Regions from separate parts of the Mus musculus genome. Here all the other regions are linked to region 4. Evidence: chromatin contacts called from public Hi-C data. All regions are on one chromosome and are shown on one strand. Each heading gives the region's core, a stretch centred on a gene start, on an enhancer-like site or on the middle of the called end of the contact. The rest is flanking DNA. Distances are from core to core; before and after follow the strand shown.

Region 1 (2,876 bases), core at 242-2,741, 410 kb before region 4:
GACAGATGGATAGATAGATAGAGCAATAGAAAAATAGTTAAAAAATAAATAAATAGATAAACAACAATTAATGAAAAAGAGGCCATGAGCTTGAAAAAGAACAATGAAAGCTATATAGGAGCTTTTGGAGGGAGAAAGAGGAGAGTAACATAATTTTATTATAGTGCTCTCCCAAATACATGAAAATCTTAAAAAGTCACCATCTCTGTGCACGGGCACTAGCTATTGTCTTTTGGACATATCCTCTCAAACAAGTCACTGTGTTCCAGGTATGGCTAAGAGGACATTCATGCAAATCTAGACAAGAAGAAATCTGCTCTGTAGAACTCTTCTTCCAGTTTTGGCTTAACATAAAAAGGTAAGTTTAAAATGGCTAGGCAAAGAGCACTAAAAGCTATCTAGATGTGGTACCTCCCTTTGTGACTTTATAAACGTTTGTTTATAAATAAACAAAAGTGTTTGTCAAGCCCAGCTGAGATGCCAGGGCAAGGCTCACCGTATACATCTTTAAAAGGAGACTGATGAATGGCGAGACAGCATGAAGTCAAGAGGAAATGGCAGGTATAGAGAAGACAGGATGAAATGCCCTATTCCTTGCGTACCCAGGGACATCACAAATGTGACAGATGTACAGAAGTGATCCCAGCCCTCCTTCCTGTCAGCAGTACCGTAGGCCCCTGAGTCTACCATGCATCAGTCCTGGGAGACCTGAAATTGCTAGAAGGAACAAGTCTCCATCTCCAGGTGCCCAGTTTCACATTTTTTGCCCCTAGCCTTAAGATCCGGGTAAGCCTGAGTCCATTATACTCAGTTTTGATGAAAAAGGAAAAAAAAAAAAAAAAGAATAGGTTCAGAGCATTAACTCTTAAGTTCTAACTTAATGTGTGTTACAACTAAGACCAAACCAGGATTTAACCAAATCTGACTCTACGACATTCTCTTTCGAAACAACTTGATTTAAAAAAAAAAGTTGCAAAAAATAGAGTCAGAGACTCTTTCAGCTCAGCTCTTGTGGGCCATGAATAGATATGCAGCCTGTCCATTTAATAAAGTTGTGGACTATCCTATGTAAGGAAATGTGGGGCAGGGGCATAATCAAACAATTCCTGTTACACCCTCCCTCTTTTCTACAGGCAACAGCAGTGCTGTGAGGTTAAGTTGAAAGAAAAACTGTTTTACATTTAAATAAGATCATAGGAAAGAGAGGTGGTTTGTAACACCGAAGCAGTAATACAGAGACTCAAAGGAGAAAGGATATTGAGGAAAAGTTAATTTGGGGGTGCTTAACCCCTGTCTGTGTGCAAAAAAAAAAATCTCTACTAATATATAAGGTATGCAAACACTGTAGGACAATCAGAAACAAATGAAATGCTGGCTTCAGAGTAACAGGATTCAGCTGTGGGCAATGGCCAGGAGGCAGCTTTTGTTATGAATAGATCATCTGGATGGGAAGCAGGCCTGATTCCAGCCCTTGGAGTAGATCTTTTGGGGTATGAGAAAGTACTTGGGCCCATCTGGACTTCCTTAGGAGAAAAGAGAAGGGACGAAAACAACTGTCAGTAAAATATATGGCATGATACAGCACAGCTCTCTGAGGGTGGCTTAAATGGAAACTGCACGCTATTAATTTGTATTCAGTTTGCAAACCAAAGAGAATGATAATTGCCCTTATTTTTTAAATAAAAAAAAAAGGCGAACAAAGGCACACAGTGGGCGTGGAGGGGGGTGACTATTTGCCAAGAAGTTACTACAGTTGAATGCGTTTGTACTGGTAATCTCTGTGGTCTTGGAATTTCCTAGTTTACTGACAAGAAACCATGTCTCTTGGAGGTCAATGCCTTTCCATGGCTGCATGGATGTTATGTGGCAGGATGCAGATCTGATCTGGACCTTCACGTCTTTCTGTTGTAAGGGGTCACCTCTGAGCAATTCAGCAACTATGGAGTCAAAGCACATCTGGGGGCTCCAGGGAAGCAGCCATTCACCTCCTAGATTTTTACCATTTCCAGGGAAGTAGGTTTCTAGGGAAGGGCTATGGACTGCATGGGTAAGGCTCTGTCAGAAAAACTCTATGACTGAGTTAAGTTCACTTCAGGAGTCCCTAGATTTTCCCTCTCTCTACACTCACTAGGTGGTAAGATAAGGAACTGGCCTGGCTTTCAGACTTGTCAATTCCAGAGAACCCATGATCTCTGCATGTGATATAGTCTGGCTTGCCACTGGTCTGGCAAACTGAGAACCTGGCTCTCACTTTAGGGACAGACAAATAGCTCTTGAGTAGGAGCTATTTTCTTCTTTCTTACTTGACTCATAGGATGGTAAAGTAGCAAAGTATTGAGTCCTGGCAGGACAGAACGGCCTTCCGTGTGCAGAACTCGGGATGGGAAGCTGGACACTGAGGCTATACCCTTAGCCATAGTACAGAAGAGGACCGTCTTGTTCACCTATGAATAACAGGTCTGTGTAGCAAGTGATTAGCCTGGTCCCTGTCTGGCTCCCCTCTTGAAAAGACAGACAGGAAAATTTTCCTGCCAGGATGTTGAAAAAAATCTATAGGCAGGTTAGAATAGAAAGCAACTCTGGGCTGTCCTTTTTCATCTCTTCAGGCTTCAAGACAGTCTTGCCTTGCCATGTGCTGAGTCTATGACTCCCTGTACTCTTTATTATGTTACTAGGGAATATTTAATCCACATTTCTGTCTGAGTTCAAAGTACAGACAAGTCTCGTTAATCCTTGTAAGATGCAAAGATGTCTCCATGAGGGAGGGAGCAGCTGAAAATGGAAGTAGGCTTGGGTGGAAAAAAACCTGAGTCTCATTTCTTATGCTGAACCACGAAGACTGCTCAGTTTTCAATTTGTGTCTCTAATGGGTTGAT
Region 2 (3,002 bases), core at 184-2,683, 370 kb before region 4:
GTAGATAATCTAGGGGACAAATTCAAAAGTAGAAGAGCCACAAAGTCATCGGGCCCTCATTCTATATCACTCAGTGATAAGTATGAGCTATGGGATCTGACTAGACAGGCTTACTCACAGGCCTCCACCTCACCGCGTAGTTTCTGACAAACTCAGAATACCAGCCAGTGTTGCCTCACTTGACAAATGCAGGGGGAGAGCAGGATGTGCAGAGCTGTTTTCTGAACTTCATGTGAGATTACAAGTCACGTCTGTTCATAACTCAACTCTGAGACTCAGGTGCTCCCATGGCCAAATAAGGGGTGGCACATCTGCTCTGTTCAACTACAAAGTTGCTCTGAGGAGTAACTGGGCAGAAATGTGCTTCTCCAGTCTAAAGTTTAGAAATGTAACAGACCATTGCTAATAACAATGCTTGCTATAAAATCACCTCATCTTATACACATCTGTGTATAATAATTATAAGTAAACACTCCCCAAATCACATTATTGAAACCTGCTGCTTCCCCACCCTCTCTCCCAGAATACAGAAAATGGTGAGATAGTAACTGGCATGGTTTGTCACTAAAACAACTGTGATTTGTCCTAGCAAGGCAAGAACCAGAAGTTCTTTCCCTAAGACTGGCTAAATAAATTCCTCTGCCATTAGAAAAACAAACAAACAAACAAACAAACAAGAAAATGCAAAATCCTTATTTTGTTTCAACACAACTCAGAAGAGCAGTTTAAGCGAATGCAACATCTGACAGAAAATCCAATGTTGAGAATCAAAGACCTGTGTTCAACCTAGCAAAAATGTATGATTTTGACCAGAGCATGTTAATATGAGCGTAACCAGAAATTATGGAGATTCTGATACATTTAGGTGTAGATGAAGAATTGCTGGGACCCAATGCTTCTTCCTGAAGTACTGAACCAAGTACAGCTAGTATGAAAGGACAGCGGCCTCAGCTGAAGTGAGTGTCCACTGGTAAGGGAATGCCATTCTTTCATTCACCCAGTCACTAACTGTGACACCAGCTACTCAGGATGAAATGACTGTGCTATAAGAACCTACACATGAGTAAATAAGATGATACTGACATACAAACCAGCAAACATAACAACAAGAACACAGACAAAAGAAAGAGAGTCAGGGAGCCAGGGAAGGTTTCTATAAGAAGATGGCAGCATCTTCAAGCTTCGATGGAGAGTCAGAAGTCTGTGTGATAGGCAGGACCCACTGAAAGGAGTGGGGCCTGAGAGAGAAATGAAGTTGTTATTTTCTTTCAGGACAGTTGGGGCGCTGGAGCCAAGAACAGACCTGGAACAAAGTTAATGCTATTTTTACAAGCTAGAAAAATACCAGCAGCAGGAGTCCTGGCCGAACCACCCCCACAAAGTGCAAACAAAACCCCTCCTATCTGCTGCCTGTCTGCCGGAGAACTCTCTAACCAGTCCTTTCAGAACAAAATGTTCTTTTATCTTTGATTTTTTTTTCATTCCCACAAAGTCCTTCCTCCTCTCTTTCCAGAGCTGGAAAACACATGAATTGAGCTGTGTTGCTCTTTGATCTTTATCTTCCCCTCCCAGGCTGTCTTTGGGAATGAGAGTCTATGGGATATTTCTGCTGAGAGTTGACCCCTCCTCCTGGTCAGAATATGGGGTCCATAGCTGGTCAGGTCAGGCAAGCATATGACAGCCCATGGTTGTCAAGGCAGCTTTGTGAGAGGCCTGCATGGCATCCCATTACAAAGTTAGGCTCTTATATTGACATTTGGGGGTCTCAGCACTAAATTCATCCAACCAGTACTTATGGCTGTTTCTGGAAACCTATACAACTGAGAGTACTGAATTCCACATTCTCTTAGAGGACACGAGAAAGACAAAACCAGGGCACCTGGGGAGACAGAGCGAGTTGCATCTTTAGATTCTTCTTTTCTGCCTGACTATCTCCCGGACAGGAAGTGGAAGTTCTGTTGAGAGATATTTCACACCTGGGAGGGAACTTCATAAACAAATTACGTAAAAAAAATTGTGGGTGAATGTCTTTCATCCACAAATGAAAGGCATTCATCCACTAAGGTCTTCCCTTTCTAATAGGTATTTAGATTCTGGGGTGAGAAAACCAAAAAGAAAGGCTTCATTATTGGGTGCCTAGTATGTGGCAGACCAGTATACCAACAACTTCCTTTAAGGGGCGTATGTATGTATGTGTGCATGTGTGCGTGTGTGTATGTGTAATGTATATATCATCAGTTTTCACAGAAAAAAGAGATGAGCCATTGATAATCTTTTCCATCAAAGAATAAAAGTTTAAGAGGTAGCCCATTTGTAGGTAGAACAAGAATTTACTCTGGTCAGAAACCTGCTATCTCAAATCAATACTATGAAGCTACATAAACACAAAGCAGGAAGGAACAAGACAAATCTCTCACACTTGTGTGTTTGCTCACTGCTGATCATCTCCAGGTCCACACCCAGAACAGACAGGTCTGCACATGTTGGATTGTTATCTTTATTGTATCTATGGTCAAATGGTCTTCTCAGGTCTCTCAGGCTTTTGCTTTCCTCTGCAACCCAACATGACAGGTGGATAATGAGTGCAAGTTTTGCATCTGGGCCTCTCTACCTTCCCAGATACTCTAATCCTGAGCTGGCTGCAAGGTGATGATGGGACAAGAGACGGGAAAAGAAGGTATAAGGATAAAAGTTGTCCAGAATTGTCAGTAATGAGAATCCCTTCAGTCAACCTCTCCAGTCAGCACAGACCCGAGTTCTGTCCTTTAAGAACCTAGGACTTTACTCTTATCTTTGAACTTCACAAACTCACTTTCCATATGTACTGATTAATGAACGTGAGAGAACTTTAGCAAAAAAGACATAGGCCAAAGATTCTGGAGGTAAAATTTGTGTCAGTGAGCTCTGCATTTAGGCAATAAATTGGGGCCATCTAGGAGTTTCTCCTCTCGGACAGTACAGAGTGTCCTGGGCAGAAATAAGAAGGTGTGTTTTGACACGTC
Region 3 (2,700 bases), core at 169-2,668, 370 kb after region 4:
CTCTTTCTACCCTTTGGGCCCAGAGTTCACTAGAAAGACTAACAATTGATATCGCCTCTCAGTTTTAGATAAGGACAGACAAAATTACAGCCATTGGTCTTTTGTTTTCTTTCTTGATCTTTTCTTTGTCTCTCAGTGATATTGTGGCCTTTTTTTTCCTTTTTTTTTTTTAATTTTCTTTTCTTTCTTTCTTTTTTTTTTTTTTTCTTCTTTTCTTTTTTTGAGACAGGGTTTCTCTGTGTAGCCCTGGCTGTCCTGGAACTCACTCTGTAGACCAGACTGGCCTTGAACTCAGAAATCCGCCTGCCTCTGCCTCCCAAGTGCTGGGATTAAAGGCGTGTGCCACCACGCCCGGCCTTTGTGGCCTTTTCTCTTCTGGTCACACAAGGTTCCTACAAACTTCGTCTTTTAACCATAAACTGTAAAGGACTGACATCAGAAATCTTGGGGGCAGGACACGAGCATTTTCTTTCCTATCACGTGTGGTGCTAGGGGTTGAGCCAGGGGCCTCATACGTGATGGGCGAGCATCCTGCCACTGACATGCATCCCCCCAGAATTTTTGTTCTTTACTTAAAAAAAAATTTGAACAGGGTGTTGCCAACTTGTCCAGACTGACCTTACACTCACCCTGTAAACCAAACAGCTTGAATGCACATGAAGCCCTGATAGGCATTGAACTTCTGATCCTTCTGATTCACTCAGGAGCTGGAACTACAGTCCTGCACTACCAGGCCTTGCTGGATCTTTCAAAGGTCCATCGTGAGACTTTCATTTCCATTGTAGATAACTGAAAAGCACAAAATAAGCTATAACAGCGTAGAAGGGCATCACCCAAATGACCATCACTGACATTATTTCCTACATTTGATTCCTCTGATTATAATTTATTTTATTTTTAAATACATATGATCAAGCCAAACCCTGCTATTTCATTTATGATTACTCAAAAGACATAGTTATATCAAGATCTTTATTACAACCATATTTAATCATATAGCTATTATATTATACTGAATAAATGCATCATACTTTATCTTTTCTCATATCTTGGACATTTCCAATATTTTGGTAGTATAAACAATGCTCAAATCTAAAACTTTCTATAAATATTTCAAATGTAAACAAATGTTGTGCACAAAGATGTTGGTTGTGACCTTTAATTTTCTACCTATCCCCTACCCCCAACATGCTCATGTCCTCTTGATCTTTATTGCACAATCCCAAGTCTCATGACGTGGCCTGAGCCATTCACTCTCTGGAATACTCATGAACTCCACTCATCTTTCTTAAAAGACGATCTTAAAAGCAAGCTCCATTGTTCTTTGCTTAGGACTGCTCCCTTCTCTGCTCTCTAAGACTTCTCGTCCTGGTCTCACCACCATTCTCTCTAATTGCTCTGTTAGATTGAGCAAAGCAAACATTTGGTTAATCATTTGGAAAATTGGTCATCACACTGCTGGCTGACTGGTATAATGGAGGTGGTCTAGTGTCAGAGCTAAAATCATTACTGAAGATAACACAGTTACTCATGCGTGTGTGTACAACCCGTCTACACGCTACCCTGTAAAGTCATTCTTTTTTTCTGTTTTTCTTTTTTTTTCTTTTTTTTTTTCTGGATGAATGTTCTTTGTTCTTGTAGGTTATAGCAAAGAAAGAACCCAGAGTCTAGGGCCCATTCTAATTCCACTCCCATATTCTACTAGATTTGGAGCAAAACTCTATGCTGGGCATCAAGTTGAGCTCTGAAAGTATACAACCAACCTAACAAGAAAGAGAGAGAGAGAGAGAGAGAGAGAGAGAGAGAGAGAGAGAGAGAGAGAGAGAGAGAGATTTGTATACAGAAGGCAAGCACACTAACAGAAAAGTGAAACAACCTGTATATGCATATGCCTATATGGCTACATAGGGTATTGGTTTAGGGAAATAAGGAATTAAACAAGACAAATGGTCCATATTGAAGAGACAGAAGAAACTGAGTGGAAGGGGAAGGGCAGAATTGAAATATGGAGGAGTATTTGAAGGTCAACAGATTGTCCCTGGGTGGAGCAGAGAGGAATGTATCAACCAGATAGCACAGAAAGGGACCTCCTTCAGGCATCAGAGTCATGCCATTGGGTGATATGAAGGTCAAAGTAAATAAGTCAAAAAATATGTGAAAACATGTAAAAAAAAAAGTTTAGGGTTATGGCCAAACTCACCTGCACCCAGCTAAAGGCAACTGCGCTACATCACAGCCCAGAATCACCAGTGCTTGTCTAAGGTCTCCCTGTAGCATGGACATTTGAAGTCCAGGAAACTACATCTTGCAAAATTTATATTCCCAGCATGCATTCATTTCCTAGAACTGCCATGACAAAATACCACAAGTTGTCCAATTAAGCAACAGGAATTTATTTTCCCACCGTCCTGGAGGCTAGAAGATGTAGATTAAAGGGTTAGCAGGGTGACTTCTTCTGACGCTTCTCTTCTCCTGTGCAAGAAGTCCTGCCTTCCATGCCATAGTCTAGAATGACACCGTATTTCTGGACTAAGGCCCACCTGACTCATTTCTTGCTACCTGTATTACCTTTTTAAAAGCCTTATTGGTGAATCCAGTCGCATTATGAGGTACCAGGGGATCAGGACTTCCCCATAGGGATTTCAGACGTATATTTCAACCTCTAACAATGAATTTCTGGATGACAGCCACACATTATTT
Region 4 (2,805 bases), core at 249-2,748:
TATTATCTCCTGTGGGTAAATTGCAGAAAGATCTTAGATAAAAGAGACTTTAAATAGTTGCAGAAAGTATGAAGTGTGGCCTCCAGCTGTGACAAGATTCTCAAGTTTTGCTTCCTTTACTAATTTCACTAAGTTCCCATTGATTCCCATGAAACAGTACGTTCTGGGGCCTTCAGCTCTCTGTCTCCTCCTGGGAAGATGTATTTGTTATAAGGGGAATGAATACTCAGCAATCTTTTGTTGTCAGTAGAAGCAGAAAGAAGACAAACAAACATGTCCCAGAGGACTCTAGGATCATCTTCATCCCTCAGAGAAAGAAATCTGAAAACCTAAGGTTCTAACTGCCACCATCCCACCAACTGGCCCGGTGGTTGGAAGCAAGTCATAGTGTATCTATCCCCTGCCCCCATGGCCCGTGGGTTTTGATAGCCATTCAATAGGTGTATCATACGTAATTCCTTTGGCTTCCATTGGAATCTTTTTCTTTCACCCAGGACTGGTCCAGGTGGGACTGGCATCTGGGTGGAGGCTGGGTACGTGCCCTGACAGCCCTCCACGATCTTTGAGCCAAGCAAAAACTGCCTGCTGCCAGGGTGAGATTGTTCCTGGGATTTGGCAACACCCAGCCAGCATGTCCTATCAAGGCTGAACTAAAAATAGGTCTTATGCATGGAGCCTAGAAAAAACCAGCAGCCCTGTACACAGAGGTTGGCTAATCAGATCAAACCAAGCTGCCACCACAGCTCTGGGTACCACCACCACTACAGTGTCACCTCCATCTGCCAGGGGTAGAACAACTGAGCTAACTTTCTCATGGTTTACCTGATTTCCCAATCTCTAATTCCTGTCCTGCAACCATCCCCTGCTCCCTCTCTCTGAATAAACTGATTTTTGGCGAGGTACTGAATATAGGCATGGTACACTAGGCTCACACCCCGGATCTATTATTTTTCTAGATGTTTAGTCAAAAAAAAAAAAAAAGTGACCAACCACATGGTTCCCAATTGCTTTAGCAATACAGTGCTATTAATTATCTGAACTTCTACTTCTCATGCTCCACGATTATTAAACGCAGCACATGGTGCAGCAATAATTCTAGAAATTTGTCATGTATCATATCACATGGGTGGATAGAGCTTGCTGAAGCAGAGTGCCTGGGCCCTCCCTGTGCTTCTGACTAGGTGGGTCTGGAGAACATGGCTTTCAAAGTTAGGTCCAGGATTGTTGCTGATGGTGATCTGGGGACCACATGGTGAGGACTTGGAAAGATGGTAAGAGTATGACTTTCAGGATCAGAGAGAAAAGGTACATACTATTCTTGGCCCTGTTCCTTCTGTCAGAAGATTTTAAGCAAATTATTTTCTCAACCATATCTAAAAAACAGGGGACTAATAATTCCAATTTTATGGTGTTGATGGGAGGATTAAGTGAGTTTATTCATGTAAAAGTGCTTAAAACAGCCTCTGGCAACAACAAGCCCTGAATAAACATTAGCTTTTATTTGTATCACAGAGTCTGCACAGAACATGAACTCCGTGCCTGTTCTTTTCTCTCTCTACACAGTTGCTGTCAGCTCCACTTAAGTTTCTTTCTTTATACCACCCATGCTCTGCCCAGGGTCTTTGTGAACAGGGACCACAGGACGAGCACAAATGCAATGTTTAAATAGGAAGAGTCGCAGAAGACCTTGACACAGGCATCATGAGTCTCCAGTGGTTGGAGAGCAGAATGAAAATGAAACCCAGGTTCCCTGTCTGCCCAGCCAATTTCCATAACATCAAGATCAGTCCCCAGAGGCAGACTGGCTGTTCCCAATAGTGCTTAGGGAACAACATGCCCCCGCCTTGCCCCTAGGCCACTGCCAGCATTTGGATTGTTTCCTCTTTGGTTGTTTATGACTGGAGACAGCACAGCTGTAAACATCCAACCGCTGAGCAGAGATGGCCATTTTATTTTGAATTATTTTTTTTTCCCCTGAGCTTGCATCCTCCAAGTTGAATTACTAGGTCAAAAAGTACAGACAGTATTAGCTCAAAGAAAACTAGACTCCTCGAGCCTTCCAGCAGGGAGGGACTTCCCATTTTCCCAGAGGGCTTATGAGGGCTGGAGATGCCGGTGTTTGAAATAAATCTGGAGCGGCAGACCAGCCCTGGGCCGAATCTTCAGGTCAGCAGTTGATACAACTGTGGCTGGCAGGAAGTTGCACCAGCTAGGACTGAGATGTTGATCAAACAGTGGTACCTTCTCTAAGAAATGGAATTTGGATTCGTGCTTCTCTCAGATCATTGTGCGTAAGGACCTTATAAATATGTATCTCTGATGTACAGGGCCTAGAGTACAGCCCAAGCTTCTATGTTTCTAGTAAGTTCTGGCTGAGGTTGATTCTCCTGATAAAGAGACTGTATTTTCAGGAAGCAAGGATTAAGATGACCCTGTCTTTGTCCACATGATTCTTTTGCCTGACACATTATTCTCAACATTCTTTTGTCTTCACCTCCAAATATTTCCCTCGACAGACAGGGTTAGGCATCCCAGCACCCATGACTATCACAGCTCTTCCTCCTGTATTCTTCCCTGCATCTGGGTAGGGAAATACAGCAAAGCAGCACACCTGGCTGCAAGATCATTACTCTCCAGTTGGCTCTCATGAATCGCCTTCGCCTCCCCAAAGCCTGCAGTTGGTGACCCTCCTCTGATCCTTGACAGCTTTTTCTAGGCCCCCCAAAATGCCGGCCCTGAACCAAGAATGAACTCAGATAAGTGAATAAGCTCCAGGAAGCTTAGCGTCCCTCACAGGGTGGCTCT

The links. A called contact is a pair of places that touch in the nucleus more often than the background predicts.
Region 1: a Hi-C map of uterus shows a contact between it and region 4, with 7 times the contacts expected there. The contact joins two enhancer-like sites. A contact is called at or near these places in 1 of 15 datasets of contacts at CTCF or cohesin (the NIH/3T3 cell line), 4 of 484 Hi-C or Micro-C datasets (liver and uterus) and 2 of 115 datasets of contacts at active chromatin or transcription factors (cardiomyocytes and embryonic stem cells).
Region 2: a Hi-C map of uterus shows a contact between it and region 4, with 4 times the contacts expected there. The contact joins two enhancer-like sites. A contact is called at or near these places in 1 of 15 datasets of contacts at CTCF or cohesin (the NIH/3T3 cell line), 6 of 484 Hi-C or Micro-C datasets (liver and uterus) and 3 of 115 datasets of contacts at active chromatin or transcription factors (embryonic stem cells, heart atrium and kidney).
Region 3: a contact with region 4 is called in a Hi-C map of liver, with 2.1 times the contacts expected there. The contact joins two enhancer-like sites. A contact is called at or near these places in 2 of 15 datasets of contacts at CTCF or cohesin (the NIH/3T3 cell line and large pre-B cells), 5 of 484 Hi-C or Micro-C datasets (bone marrow-derived macrophages, liver, nephron progenitors and 1 more) and 1 of 115 datasets of contacts at active chromatin or transcription factors (embryonic stem cells).

What each region holds. Positions count from the first base shown.
Region 1 is chr4:95,787,661-95,790,536 of GRCm38.p6, reverse strand. The region is part of intron 8 of Fggy (FGGY carbohydrate kinase domain containing); the gene reads right to left. Among named protein-coding and RNA genes, the nearest start is that of Hook1, 180 kb to the left of the region's middle. Within about 2 kb of position 1,491, at least 10 of the 459 cell types and tissues checked have an H3K27ac peak or open chromatin away from gene starts, as enhancers often do. A contact at or near this core is called in uterus, where this site is marked.
Region 2 is chr4:95,741,537-95,744,538 of GRCm38.p6, reverse strand. The region is part of intron 7 of Fggy (FGGY carbohydrate kinase domain containing); the gene reads right to left. Among named protein-coding and RNA genes, the nearest start is that of Fggy, 190 kb to the right of the region's middle. Within about 2 kb of position 1,433, at least 30 of the 459 cell types and tissues checked have an H3K27ac peak or open chromatin away from gene starts, as enhancers often do. A contact at or near this core is called in uterus, where this site is marked.
Region 3 is chr4:95,004,154-95,006,853 of GRCm38.p6, reverse strand. The region is part of intron 2 of Gm12694 (a long non-coding RNA gene); the gene reads right to left. Among named protein-coding and RNA genes, the nearest start is that of Gm12694, 26 kb to the right of the region's middle. Within about 2 kb of position 1,418, at least 11 of the 459 cell types and tissues checked have an H3K27ac peak or open chromatin away from gene starts, as enhancers often do. A contact at or near this core is called in liver, where this site is marked.
Region 4 is chr4:95,376,679-95,379,483 of GRCm38.p6, reverse strand. No RefSeq gene overlaps it. Among named protein-coding and RNA genes, the nearest start is that of Gm12707, 110 kb to the left of the region's middle. Within about 2 kb of position 1,498, at least 55 of the 459 cell types and tissues checked have an H3K27ac peak or open chromatin away from gene starts, as enhancers often do. A contact at or near this core is called in liver and uterus, where this site is marked.